Linked DNA regions of Zea mays: all the other regions are linked to region 2. A link is a contact called in public Hi-C and HiChIP or PLAC-seq data. All regions are on one chromosome and are shown on one strand. Each heading gives the region's core, a stretch centred on a gene start, on an enhancer-like site or on the middle of the called end of the contact. The rest is flanking DNA. Distances are from core to core; before and after follow the strand shown.

What was found. Hi-C and Micro-C count contacts between places; a contact is called where the count stands out from the background. HiChIP or PLAC-seq counts read pairs in DNA pulled down with a chosen protein or histone mark.
Region 1: an H3K4me3 HiChIP or PLAC-seq map of leaf shows a contact between it and region 2, with 5 times the contacts expected there. The contact joins the promoter of LOC103641749 here to the promoter of LOC103641750 in region 2. A contact is called at or near these places in 20 of 25 Hi-C or Micro-C datasets (bundle sheath, ear, endosperm and 6 more) and 2 of 3 datasets of contacts at active chromatin or transcription factors (leaf and seedling).
Region 3: a Hi-C map of tassel shows a contact between it and region 2, with 4 times the contacts expected there. The contact joins the promoter of LOC100282490 here to the promoter of LOC103641750 in region 2. A contact is called at or near these places in 2 of 25 Hi-C or Micro-C datasets (ear and tassel).

What each region holds. Positions count from the first base shown.
Region 1 is chr10:127,087,188-127,091,726 of Zm-B73-REFERENCE-NAM-5.0, reverse strand. It overlaps LOC103641749 (hapless 8), which reads left to right and starts at 1,773. Exons shown (of 4, transcript XM_008665080.3): 1 at 1,773-2,083; 2 at 2,945-3,287; 3 at 4,150-4,539. The coding sequence starts at 3,136.
Region 2 is chr10:127,269,568-127,273,711 of Zm-B73-REFERENCE-NAM-5.0, reverse strand. LOC103641750 (probable WRKY transcription factor 34) reads left to right here and starts at 2,127. Exons shown (of 6, transcript XM_008665082.2): 1 at 2,127-2,556; 2 at 3,705-4,138. The coding sequence starts at 3,725.
Region 3 is chr10:127,401,572-127,405,599 of Zm-B73-REFERENCE-NAM-5.0, reverse strand. LOC100282490 reads right to left here and starts at 2,673. Exons shown (of 9, transcript NM_001155399.1): 1 at 2,336-2,673; 2 at 1,691-1,791; 3 at 1,173-1,593. The coding sequence starts at 2,461.

The sequences.
Region 1 (4,539 bases), core at 524-3,023, 180 kb after region 2:
TTATGGGGGTAATTTTTGCCCATCATTGTTTCCTAGTGAGGGAATTCTTCATGAGGAGTCAAAGAACTATCCTTATAACAGAACTTTTTTTATCTCGGCCTAGTCTACAACAATTACTATACAGGGATTTAACTAGGAAACACGAACTCAAATTATTTTGCTTCATCTGAGGTTTCGATCGTAAACATGGATGTAACTCTTTTCTATAATATATTTTCTGGATATGGGTCTGATCCTTAGGGACTGTCTAGAAAAGTACAAGTTGCAAATCCTACATGGAGTGCATAAGGTTTTGTCCTTTAGTGAGGAATAGCTTGATGTCATATTGTTGTGGGTATTATGGACATATTAGCGGGTCTCTTCCATCTAAGTGTCTCTGTACCTCAATGTCTATACAAAGAGTTATGTCCATTATAAAACCATAAACATGAGGAGTGATTACACAATTATAAATAGCAACCACTTTAGTGTATTAAAAGTAAAAGAGAAGTTTTGGTTCGAGTTTATTTTTTGCTACATAATTTTAAAACTATGGGTCCTTAGCATTGAACTATCAACTTGTGATTTCTAAGGCCATCTTGTATTTTTTTCGATGGCAAAAACTAGGTCCTAGCGTTGCATTATATTTCTATATTAAAACTAGAAGATGTGTTATATTTTATATAAAACTTTGGCATTAGTTTAGTATTTTTTAGTTTAATGAAATAGTTATTAAATTTTAAGGAGTGAAACATTTTTTCATTACTTCTAAAATGTGTAAAATCCCGTTAAAGCCAGATAGATGGCAAATTTATGCAGTATCAATAGTTCCGTTGTAAGGATCTTGACCCTTAATTTCGTAGTAAAAAAACAAAATCGAATAGTGGTGGTTGGTTTAAAATAGAATTTTCGAAATGGCCAAATATACCCTCGCGAAGAGCGATTGTTGCGTGGAAAATATAGACAAGGCCATCGATGACAACAGAGAGAAGGTAAGAGAGAGAAAGAGCACTCAATACGATCGAAATATAAATAAATATAGTTAATGTAGAATACGACAAAAAACCCACATATTTTCTTGCGTCAGCGCTCCCCTTTCTCTCTCTATGAGTCTGAGCCTCCTCTTTTTCCTCGCTTCAAAAGCAAATACACCTCTTGAACGGCTGCAGCTAACAGTATTCGTTCCGTTCTAAAATAAATACACTTTTAAAGTTTCAATAAAGAATTATAAAAAACCATTCACTTTAGAAATAAGAAATATAAAAAACTAGCTAGATCGTCTTATATCTAGAAATATACTTGCTTTAAAATAAATTATAAATATTTCAGAATAAATTGGAAACACAAGGCGTGACCGAGTGAGTACAGCCAGCTAGCCAGCCCCGCCTTTGGCTTGGCTTGGTGGAGAACCAGATGCCTTTTATGTGTGAGTGGTTGGCGTTTCCTTCTCTCTTCTAATCTTTTTTTTTTCTGCAGCAATTTCGGAGTACTCTCTGTCTCAATATTTTTTATAACGTTTAGACACATAGTTCATCCTTTTTAAAATTGTTATATAAATATTAATTATTTATTATTAGATATATTTTAATAACGATTTATTTACTTTATTATTTATAGAAAACCGATTAAGAGTCTGTTTGTTTGTTTGTGTAGGATTATAATATGATATGATCAGATTATATAATCTAATTTATTTAAAACTTGGATAGATTATAGTCTTAAATAAATAGGCCCTAAAATAAATGATCAAATATAATATAATGCGTCGTCTAATGCGTTATCTATCTTGCCACCGAGCGAGTAGAGTATTCGGCTATTCGCACACAGACAGCGTGGTGCCGAGAGAGAGAAAGTGGTGGTGGAATACATAGCAAGCCAAAAAAAAAACATTTCTTCCCTTTTTCCTTGCCTCGCTTCCCCTCCCCCGTCTCCTGTTCTCTTCTCCCTTCTCCGTCTGCTTCAGCCCCCAGAAATCGAAGCCACCACCACCATAGAGCTCCGAGCCCCTCGCCCTCCTCCCCGCCTGTTCGCTGCGTGGATCTACAGGCAGGATGCTCACTCCCGCGCGCGCGGGCGCCGCTCGGTGAGCGGCTGTGAAGAAAAGGTAAGAGAACTGCCGGAGTTCTCCGAGTTAGTACGTGCGGTGACTTCGTAGGCGGTTCTCGATTTGCTTGACTTGAATCCGCTCTGTTGGATTTTTCCCTGCTCTTGCGCGTCGCTTCCCCTTACGAGACTCATCGCTGGAACTGGAAGATTGGCGTCTGCGGAATGGATCTCTTCAGGCGGAGTTGGGATTTCTCGCGTGCTTCTCTCACTGCTTGTGACTGAGCGCTAGATCTCCGCTGCTTTTCGTGCTTGCTTGTGTTGTTCTTGGCTACCGGCAAAGTTTCCCGATCCCTGCATCTGCCTTTTCCAGATTTGGTACGGATTAGGCCCCCGTTCTCGAACTCCTTCCTGTACGTCCTCCCATGCCTCGTCGTCCATATCCAAGCCACATAAATCCCCGATTAGGCCAGTGATGAAGCAACAGAAAATCCTTACTTTTTATTGGTTTCTCGCCATATCTCTAGTTAATAAGCTCCCTTTACTCTTTTCTTCTTTTGCTATTTATTTCCCCATCAAGAAAGCACTACCATACAAGCTACCCTCCAGTGCTTGGCAACTGTTCATGTCTTCTTCCTGCTGTTCCCTTTCTGCGAATCCTTTGCAAGAGTTGCATGATCCGTGTAGACTTCCCCTTAATCTGCTCCAAGACTAGCCCGTTCACCACCTTGCCCCGGGATGATATTTTATGTGCTTTTGTGCTACTTCGAGGGCAGCTCCCTCCGCTCTTGTCCTCTCCTCTCTGCATCTATCTCTCTCTTGCTGCATCGATCAGCATAAAATCATGCCATTATATTCCCAAAGAACAGCTGGTTTGGTTGTGTGGACATGAAATAATATGTACCTTGGTTTCTTTCTGCAGGTGCCTGATGAGAATTGAGATAGTGGGCGGCCAAGGAAGCGAAGTTTCTCGCACTCCACCTGTTGAATTTACCAACTTGGTATGCTGGAGTGTAAGGATAAGAGCAGACCCAATTGCTTCACAGCTCTTGGGTTCTTAGTGCCGACTGTAGCAGCAGCAGATCTGGGGCGAGCAGCGAAGGCGTTCATCAGATGTTATCCAGTGAGCAGCCTTCAGGCCCCTCATGTTCCTTCAAGTCTACTGGCCCGGGTGTGAGCACTGATCCGGCAACCTCCGTGGCCGAGGGGCCGCCGAGCCAGGATCCCAGAGATCTGGTCCAACCTTATCCCAAGTTCTCCATAAGGTGAAAGAGAGATATATATACCTTTGATTCAGTACCTTGGGAGATAGATTATTTTTGGTGTTTAAGTTCTTGATGCTGGATCTCTGTCTTTATGGTGCGTCGATTATGGGGGTGTTTGGATACCCCCGTCTAAAGTTTAGTTTGGTTTTTCGGATGTCGATTTGAAGGATTAGACAGAACCTAATTATAAAGCTGATTGCATAAGTAGTGGCTAATTCTGTAGACGAATCTATTGAGTCTAATTAATCCATGATTAGAACATGTTTACTGTAGCGAAACATGGGCTGATCATAGATTAACTTGGCTTAATAGATTTGTGTCACGAATTAGCCATAATTTATACAATCAGTTTTATAATTAGCTCATGGTCCTAATTGACATCCAAAACTTGACTAAACTCTAGTCCGGAGGATCCAAACACCCTAATTATTGGCTGCTGCTTTGAGGGGTCGGATTGGGTATGCATGGCTGCTTTCAGGGTTAATCCGTGTTATTGTCTGGGGTTGTTTGTATAGTTTACTTTTCTGTTGATTAATATAAAAGTGGCCTCTTTTCTTCCCCAAAATCTGAAAATAAAAGGATGCTCCTCTGATGAATTTTGTCCACTGCCTACTAATGTTTTCTTTTCCATATGTGGTGGTTCTGCGATACACAAGCAGGCCACATATTTTTGGAGATTTCAGTTTTTCATCCTGACAGCATGTTCAGTAGGTCCACGTTGATGTTGTTTCTCTCTCTCTTCTTTTCAACCTATTGTGGAGGGTTTAAATGACACTATTTGGCAACACTATTCTTGAGCGTTCGTCATCTAGGCACGTATTACCATATGCTAATGGGTCCATATTTCTGCCCCTATTTCCAGAGATTATGTGTTTGCTTCAAGAAGCAAAGGCATCAAGAGAAGCTGGCCTTTCCATCCACATTCATTGCAGCTTTGCCTAGAGCGCGGTGTGAAGGATCCATTGCCTCCATTTGAGTCTCCCGATTTGATCCGGTCACAGCCATTAAATATTTCCACTGACTTTGAGCAATCTGCTGCTTGCTTAGAACTCAATAGTGTTGGTCTGGTGAAGAATAGAGATGCTAGTTCCTTAAACGAGTATACAGGCAATATCAACTTCCAGTCATGCCAACCAGTAGATGAGTCACTTGGACCTTTGCCATACACATCGCCAGAGGATGGGAAATCTGGTATCAACCAAGTGGGAAGTACAAATGAATCAGATCATCCTGATGAGGTTATACCAATAGA
Region 2 (4,144 bases), core at 878-3,377:
TTATCTATAGTTGTACGTCCTCTATTTTATACGATCCACCGAATACAGTCTTATACATTTTGCTCGGAGCTATCAAGGTTGTAGAGTCGTCTGGGCTGGTGTGGCGTACCGTGGTACCATCCGTGTCCGAGCTATCAAGGTTGTAGAGCCAACAATGCCTTGAACATTGGTGATAGAATTTGAAAACTAAATCAAATACAAAATTGCTTAAATTCTTACAAAGGACACGTACGAGACTACGAGAGCCTCTTTGCTTTATGGTGAGGATGTCGTACTCCTACATCAATCCCACCATCCCAGCCGGGCCTGTACTCGTCGGGAACAAGCCTATCAATTCATGTCTGCACCTCGTCGCGTACATAAAAAAGATCGAGAGGCCCGGCCCCGCGCGATCAGGTACCACCGCTCCATCATTTAATGTCCAATGCTCGCTAATCGTGTAATGTTTCGGCTTATATAACGATAAATTACCGTACCTTAACCTAATCTTTCTGGCTTTAATTTACCGTCATCGTACACCAGGAGTGACGTTACGGTTGAGATGTACTACTTGCGTTATTATTTTCATCTGACTCTTCATATCCTCCGATGAGCCAACGGTTACTCTATACCGCATCATCGTATCCAACGCTCCATATCCGATTCTCACGCTGTCGTAGCTTCGCGCCCATCTCTTTCTTTGTGAGGTTCAAACTCACAAATGTGCGTGAAACCAAAATTTGAAACTCTATGAATGAAGCAAGAATCATATGCCAGGCAAGTTGAGGAAAAGAAACGATTAGGCTTCAAGAGCTGTACACAAGCTACTAATGTATGAAACAAAAAGAAAAAGTCAACATAATCCCCTCATCTTTAGAGGTCTATTTCACCCCTCATCTTCAAAATCAGTTGAACTTTACAAAACCGAAAAAATAACCTTCTTGACGATTTTAGTGAGTTGTTTCGCTGATGTGATATTGTCACTGTGACACCAAATTTATCTTTTTTCAGTTATGTGATCTGGTAGTATCTAAATTTTATAAAATTTTACTTACAACTTGATAACCAGGCATTATTTTTCATTCTAATTTTTAAATAATTTTAGGAGTAGCAACTTAATTACTAAAAATAAAAAACTACATAAAAAGAGTTTAATATTTTTTTGTCCAAAAAATATTTCTTATCTTCTAATGCTAAAGTGGATTTTCTTCTCCTTAGTAACTAAATCAATTACACTTAGCAAATAGTAATGAAAAGATCCCAAAATTTTACATAGCCCTCCTATATGCTAAAATAATTTATACAAACATTTCTAGTTTTCTAAACACTTTAAATATAGACTCATTACTTACACAAATGTTTCTGTGAACATTACATGAGTCCATATTTAAAGTTCACATAAAATTACGAAAAAATTTGTGCAAGTTATTTTAGATGAGAGTAGGACTGTGTACAAACTGGACAACATTTATTATTGTTTGCTAAGTGTTTCTAAAAACAAATATAAAATTAATTTAGTTAGTTTTCATAATAGAGGCCACTTAAATTGCTTAATAAACCCAACCAAAATTTTAGTAGTTTAGTAATTATATTAGTTACTTATAATAAAATTTTTAGCCTCAAAAATATGTAAATTTTGAATACTTCTGAATCACAGAACTAAAATAGACAAAATCGGTGCTACAGTGGCAATGCCACATCAGTAAAACTGCTCAGAGATTGTTTGGTCACCTCACAACAAACTAATCTATAATTGATTATTTTTCTTTAGTAGCTATATGTACATTATAATATATTGCTTGCATACATCTAGATGAGATGTTTAATATGATCGTAATACTACTTTATCTTTATACTTTATATGATGATGTTTCTACTTAGATGGTCCCCTTTTATCTTGTATTTTAAATAAAATTTGAAAATAAAAATGAGAGAAAGGTTATTAGGATCAATCCCGTTCGTTTCATCTCTACCAACAACGGCAGAAAACAAGCTGCCGAATACGCCCGCATGCTCTAATCCAAACAAACAACAAACAACAAACCCAAAAGTTATATTTTTTAAGGAAAGAAATCCGAAGCAAATGCAGTTTGCGACAGGGATAAAACGATGTCCGTTTCTCTCTCCACACCCGCCCGTCTCGACTCTCGAGTCCCGAGGGATCCTTCCGCTCCACCATTCTCTTGGTCAAACCGCCCCTCCTCCTCCGCCCCTCACCCTGCTCTCTCTCTCTCTCGTTCTCAGCCTCTGTTCCAGTGTTCCTTCCTCCTCCACTCTTTATTATATTTTACTCTTCTCTCTCCAGCGTAAAAAACAAATCGTGCTGTGCGAACGATGAGAGAGAAAAGAGAGACGGAGGCAAGTAATGGCAGGAGGAACCTTCTTTTCCTGACTCCCTGTGGCTGCAGAGTGCCCATCATTTGTCCCTGATCCTTGTGCTTCGTTCCTGTTGCGCTTTCCTTGGGCCATCGGTAGACTGAGCCGTCGCGAAGCCTTCCCGTTCCCACAAGGGGTGTGGCGTGGAGCGAGCCTCGCCACCACTGGGCTCCTCCGGCGACCTCCTCCCTCCAGTCACAGGTTCGCGTTCCATCCCCATTCCCCCTCGGTGGCTCCGTCAATGAAATGAGCTCTCTGTTTCTCGGCCTGCCATTTGTCGCGACGCGAGGGGATTCGGTTGTATCCTATCGAGCCCCCTCGCGTGTTTTCTCGTTGTATGGCCCGAGTTTGTCTGTTCTTACGTGGACTGCTCCAGAAATTTTGGCACAGGATTTCCTATATTTCTTTCTAAATACAATGTCGTTCACTTCTGGGTCGTCAGTATCTTATTGAATATTTCTGTATTTTTTTCTTCTTTTCGTCACCCTTATGTTCTCTTCGAGGAGATGTTTTCGTCATTGTCATCTTAAGTCGATCTATCATTCTGAAGAGCTCTTGCGAAAGGCTGTTCCATGTTGTTTATGCGTATGCGCTTCGAGCTCCGAGCCACAGGAGAGTCCCCCACTCACAGGCAATCACGCAACGATTTGGATCCATGCCATTTCTTTTTCCTGGTCTTGAAGTGAATGGGATGGAACAGCCACGTTCCATTTTATTTGTTTTTATATTTATTCGTGGGGAGTGTGCCGGTCGCATCGACTTTAACATTTCGTGTTACACCACGGTTATTATGAGTTGTCGTTTACTCACATCGACACGGTTCCTGTTTTGGAATCAGCTCCACGGAGAATTTTGAGTTTGTGGGAAAAAAACTGATGATAATTGGACTGGGAATATAGTGTCTCTGATTAGAAGTATAAAAGTTGGTGTTCTTCCAGTTGGAGGAGATTGCCTGCCATCTCTGAGAAATCTCTGGTACTTGTTAGCGCTACCACTGAAATCCTTTTTCTTTTTTTTTTCCCTTCAAATAAACCTGTTGCAGGCTGTCCTGTACTCCCGTTTCACCTGTTTCGCTCTCCCGCGAGCTCTTGATGCATTTGGATCCTGGTGCTCAAGACTCCTGTGAACTTAACCGATTTCAATCCATCGTTTGCTTTTGTTTTGTTTCAACTGGAAAATGTTTCTCCTGATATCTGTTCATCAAAACAAATATCATATCACTACCGTTGTCAGATTCCCGTTGCCTTTGGATATTGTCCTTGTCTACCTCTGTAAATCTGAAGCTAATGTCCAGACAGAACATACATTGACTTAGTACTGAGACGTAACTATTTTTTCACCCCCATTAGGTTGAGCAATCCAAGCTGAGATGGAAGGCCATGTAGCAATGGGGTGGAAGGATCCTAATCCAGGCCAAGAATCTTCCATGGTCTTCCAATCCAGAGCTGTTCGGCCAGACACCGTAGAGGGGCACAGCAACGAGGACGTTGAAGCCGGATTTGAGAAGCATGGCTTGTCAGCCGCCTTAAACTCGCCTCAGCACGAAGGCCGATCACTGCCACTGACCCCACAGTTTGGCCAGAACTCCAGTCCTGGAAGCAGCCTCGCCGAGAGGATGCAGGCAAGAGCCGGATTCAAGGTGCCGAAGCTGAACATGCCTTTCAGCACGGTAGCTGGAGATGATAGTTCAGTGCCAGGAGCTCCATCGCCCTACCTCACGATCCCGCCTGGCTTGAGCCCAGCAACGCTGCTGGAGTCACCTGTCTTCATTTCGAATGCCCTGGTATGT
Region 3 (4,028 bases), core at 1,424-3,923, 130 kb before region 2:
GGGTTGTTTATGCTCGTGCGTGCCACGACCTTGTGCCACAGGCAATCTTAGCAGCCCGAAGCTTGATCGAGCTTGACAAGAGTACACGAAAGGTTGCAAAGGCAGCGGCAGTGGTGGCTTCTGGGCAAATTGTCACAGTTGGCACTGCTGGAAGCAACACATCAAGCTCTAGGCCAAGTTCGAAGCTATCGGGCCTTTCTTTAGACACACTACCATAAAAACTTGCATAGTTCAGATAGAGGGTTCCAAAATACTCCCTCCAGACACAAATAAATGATTTTTGGACGTTCACACCATCTTCAAAACTCAAGTTTCACTAGGACTTTTTTATCACAAGATAATCATAAAACAGAGCCAAAGAGTAATCTTACAAAACTACATTTCAAGACAAATCTACTCATGCCATTTTTAACTATCCGAACTCAACCCATAGAAAGTAGAACGCAACCAAAGATCATAACGGCTGATTTAAGAGAATCCAAAACATTACTAATTTGTGACAAGAGAAAACACATGCTATATAGAATGGAACAGAGGTTGCATATCAATAGTGGTAGCTGTTATCTTCTTGCTAGTAGTAGGACCTTAAACTTGCAGCTTAAACTTTGAAACACATGATCATGTACTACCTTTATTAGGATAATATGATGAGCTTTTAACCTTTCCTTTCGTCTTGCACAATCTGGTGTATGTTATAATCAGGTTATAGGATTTCCATTATTGGGACAAACTACATTTTCTTAGAATACTATACTAACAATCATGAAAAGCAAAACAGTGGAAAATTCAAATTATACTGGGGCAGACACACAGAAATGGAAAATGCAGACAATGCTACTGCCACTTAACAGAATGCAATGGCTTATATAAGTTATACCCCGAGGTTTTATTGTTATAAAACCCCAAACGGGCTACACGTTGTGTAGACAGGGAAATGCACTTTATTCCATATGTAGGCAGTAATAGCGATACAGAAATGGAAATCTATTACAATGTAAGAATTTATAGTATTTTGAAGACTATAAGGGACATAAAGCTAGTCATATTCATATGTTTCATATGAGACCATCTGTTATGAATGACAATTAGCAAATGCACATACAAAAAATAGAAGATACTGTAAATGTCGCTCAAGCATGCAAAATAAGCATGAATTGAAGAGGATCAGAAACCTTGGTAGACTGCACATCTGCCTCTCTGCTCCTCTTTCTGTGGTTATGCATGTCAGGCGAGCGGGTTCGTCTTAGAGAATGTGATTTATGAAAAGCCTTTTCATCTGCATGTGATTTGTGAAAATCCTTTTCATCCACATGAGAAACATTGGCTACAACGCTTCTAAGAGGAACTGCTTCTGATTGACCTCGATCAATTGTTCCCCAATCTCTTTTTTGATGACCCCAATCTCTTTTTTTATGAGTCACCACTGTCTTCTGGGTTTCAGCTTCAGGTTCATGATTAACTTGCATGCTGCTTGTCACACTGTGAACAGGCAATCCTCTGGCAGCACTGTGAGTGCTTTTAACATCATCCTTAGAAGAGGCAGATTTAGCATGAACATAAAGGTGCAGATTTGAGGACAGATGGTCCCATAACCTGCAAAATTGTACATAGATTCATGGCGTTGTCAGAGAAAATGCATGGCACATGAAAAGAAAATGAAACAGGACAGTTTCAGGTGAACGAAGATAACCAGGATACAAATGCATCATTGTCATCGCCTAAAAAAACCTGTAGCTCCTTTGCAGCCTCATCCTTGCGTCTCCCATTCCTTAGCAACACTACAACATACTCCTGAGCAACAAGATATAGATAGATCAGCAATAATGATGGGTTATGGGTTTGCTACATCGAGAAAAGAACAGGCATAATACCAATTACCAACAATATAAATTGTACATCACAATATTGAAAACTGAAAGAAAGCAACCAAGTACTTTAACCTCCACTCCGGACACACCAGAGGTGTTGATAGGTGCGCAACAATACAAAGTCACTTCCCTCGAGAACATAGAGTAGCTGATTGCATAGGCAGCCAAATGCCAGCTATCCCCACTACACAATCCAATATATAAAACGTGGAGTGGGGTAGGGGATCGTGTGCCTCCAATCTCCGGAGCACATAACCCACGCTAAACCCCATAACATGCCCACAGCACACGATACTAAAGAAAGGCAATACCAAATGCGCGATTCGAAACGCGATTCCGCAAAATCCAGAGAGCCGCGCACCGTCCGCTATAGAACCGCATTCCACAGATGGCATGTGCGACGCTAGGGTTTTAGCAACGGATCGGGTATCGTGCCGCGGTGTGGGAAAGGGAAGCGGGGCGCTCACGGCAAGGGTGTCGTCGGAGTAGTCGCCCATGAGCTCCCTGAGCTTCTCCTTGACGCGGTCCTGCAGCATCGTCACCCCCTCGCCGGTAAAGTTCGCCTTGAACGTCCGATCCTCGCCGCCGTCCATGGGAAACCCTAGCGCCGCCGCTCCTCTCGCCCCAGCCACAGCACCAACAGTTTGAGGCGGCGAACGTGGCCGCGTCCTACGGGGCGGAAGCGGCGGGGAGGGAGGGTGGTGAGGGCGGCGGGGGAAGGGCCGCGCCCGAACGCGAGCGGCGTTGGGGTCTGGTCTCTCTGCAGTCTGGACCGTCGCGGGGACGGTCGATTGTGCGGTGCGGTGCGGTGCGGCCGTGCGGCCGCGCGCGTGTTAGTAGTACTTGGTTGCTTTGCGCCTTCGCTGAGGTTCTCTCGTGCGGTGCGATTTTGGGCCTGATACTGGACAAACTGATGCAGCTACACCAATCATGGGCCACTAACCCGATCCAATTGGCTCGAGAAAACTTAAGGTCGTTTGATTCCTTTAGACTTTACCGCGCGGTTTTCCCTCAATTTCTTCTCATAAGTCATTTTTTTCGTCACATCATTAACATATTATTCTCTACTTTTTCATCTTCCACAGCGGTTTCCTCTATATTCTCTCTCTATACCCAACTACAACTATAAAATATCATTATCCAACCATATTTATCATCTATTACCATTTTTATTCACCTATTAAAAAACAATTGTACAAATTTACAGTTGAAGGGGGACGGCAAACTCACGCTGGCTGCCGCGTGTTCCTGTTCACATCTGCTGCGTGGAGGGCCTTGTAGAGGACGCTGTTGCAGCCGTAGGGGGCTTATGTAGCCGCCAGATCGAGGGGAGGGGGCGGCCCGGCGGACGCGACTGCGGACAACCTTAGACTGTCCGTACCGGTTACCCCTAAATTTTTCCCTATATATCACTTTTTGCGTCACATCATCAATATTTCACCTCCTACTTTTTCATCTCCCGCAACGGTTTCCACTATTTTCTCTCCCTATATCCCGCTACAATCATAAAATATTATTTCATATACTACTTTTTATCCACTATCAATATTTCTTCTACTAACAATTAGAGTCGGACCCACAACACAATAGAAGGGGGGAGACGAGCACACGCTGGATCCAGCGGGAGAGAGAAGAGGAGGGCGCGTGTGGCAGCGGTAGGGGGCACCGTAGGGGGCAGCGCTGCGGCGTATAGGGGGTGTTTGTTGCTGATAGTCGCCTAGAGGGGGGTGAATAGGGCGAAACTGAAATTTACAAATATAAACACAACTACAAGCCGGGTTAGCGTTAGAAATATAAACGAGTCCGCGAGAGAGGGCGCAAAACAAATCCCAAGCGAATAAGCAAGTGAGACACGGAGATTTGTTTTACCGAGGTTCGGTTCTTGCAAACCTACTCCCCGTTGAGGAGGCCACAAAGGCCGGGTCTCTTTCAACACTTCCCTCTCTCAAACGATCCCTCGAACCGAGTGAGCTTCTTTTCTCAAATCAAAGCTGGGAACAAAACTTCCCCGCAAGGGCCACCACACAATTGGTGCCTCTTGCCTTGATTACAATGGAGTTGTGATCTCAAGAACAAGTGAGAAAGAAAAGAAGCAATCCAAGCGCAAGAGCTCAAATGAACACGGCAAATCACTCTCACTAGTCACTAGGGTTTTGTGTG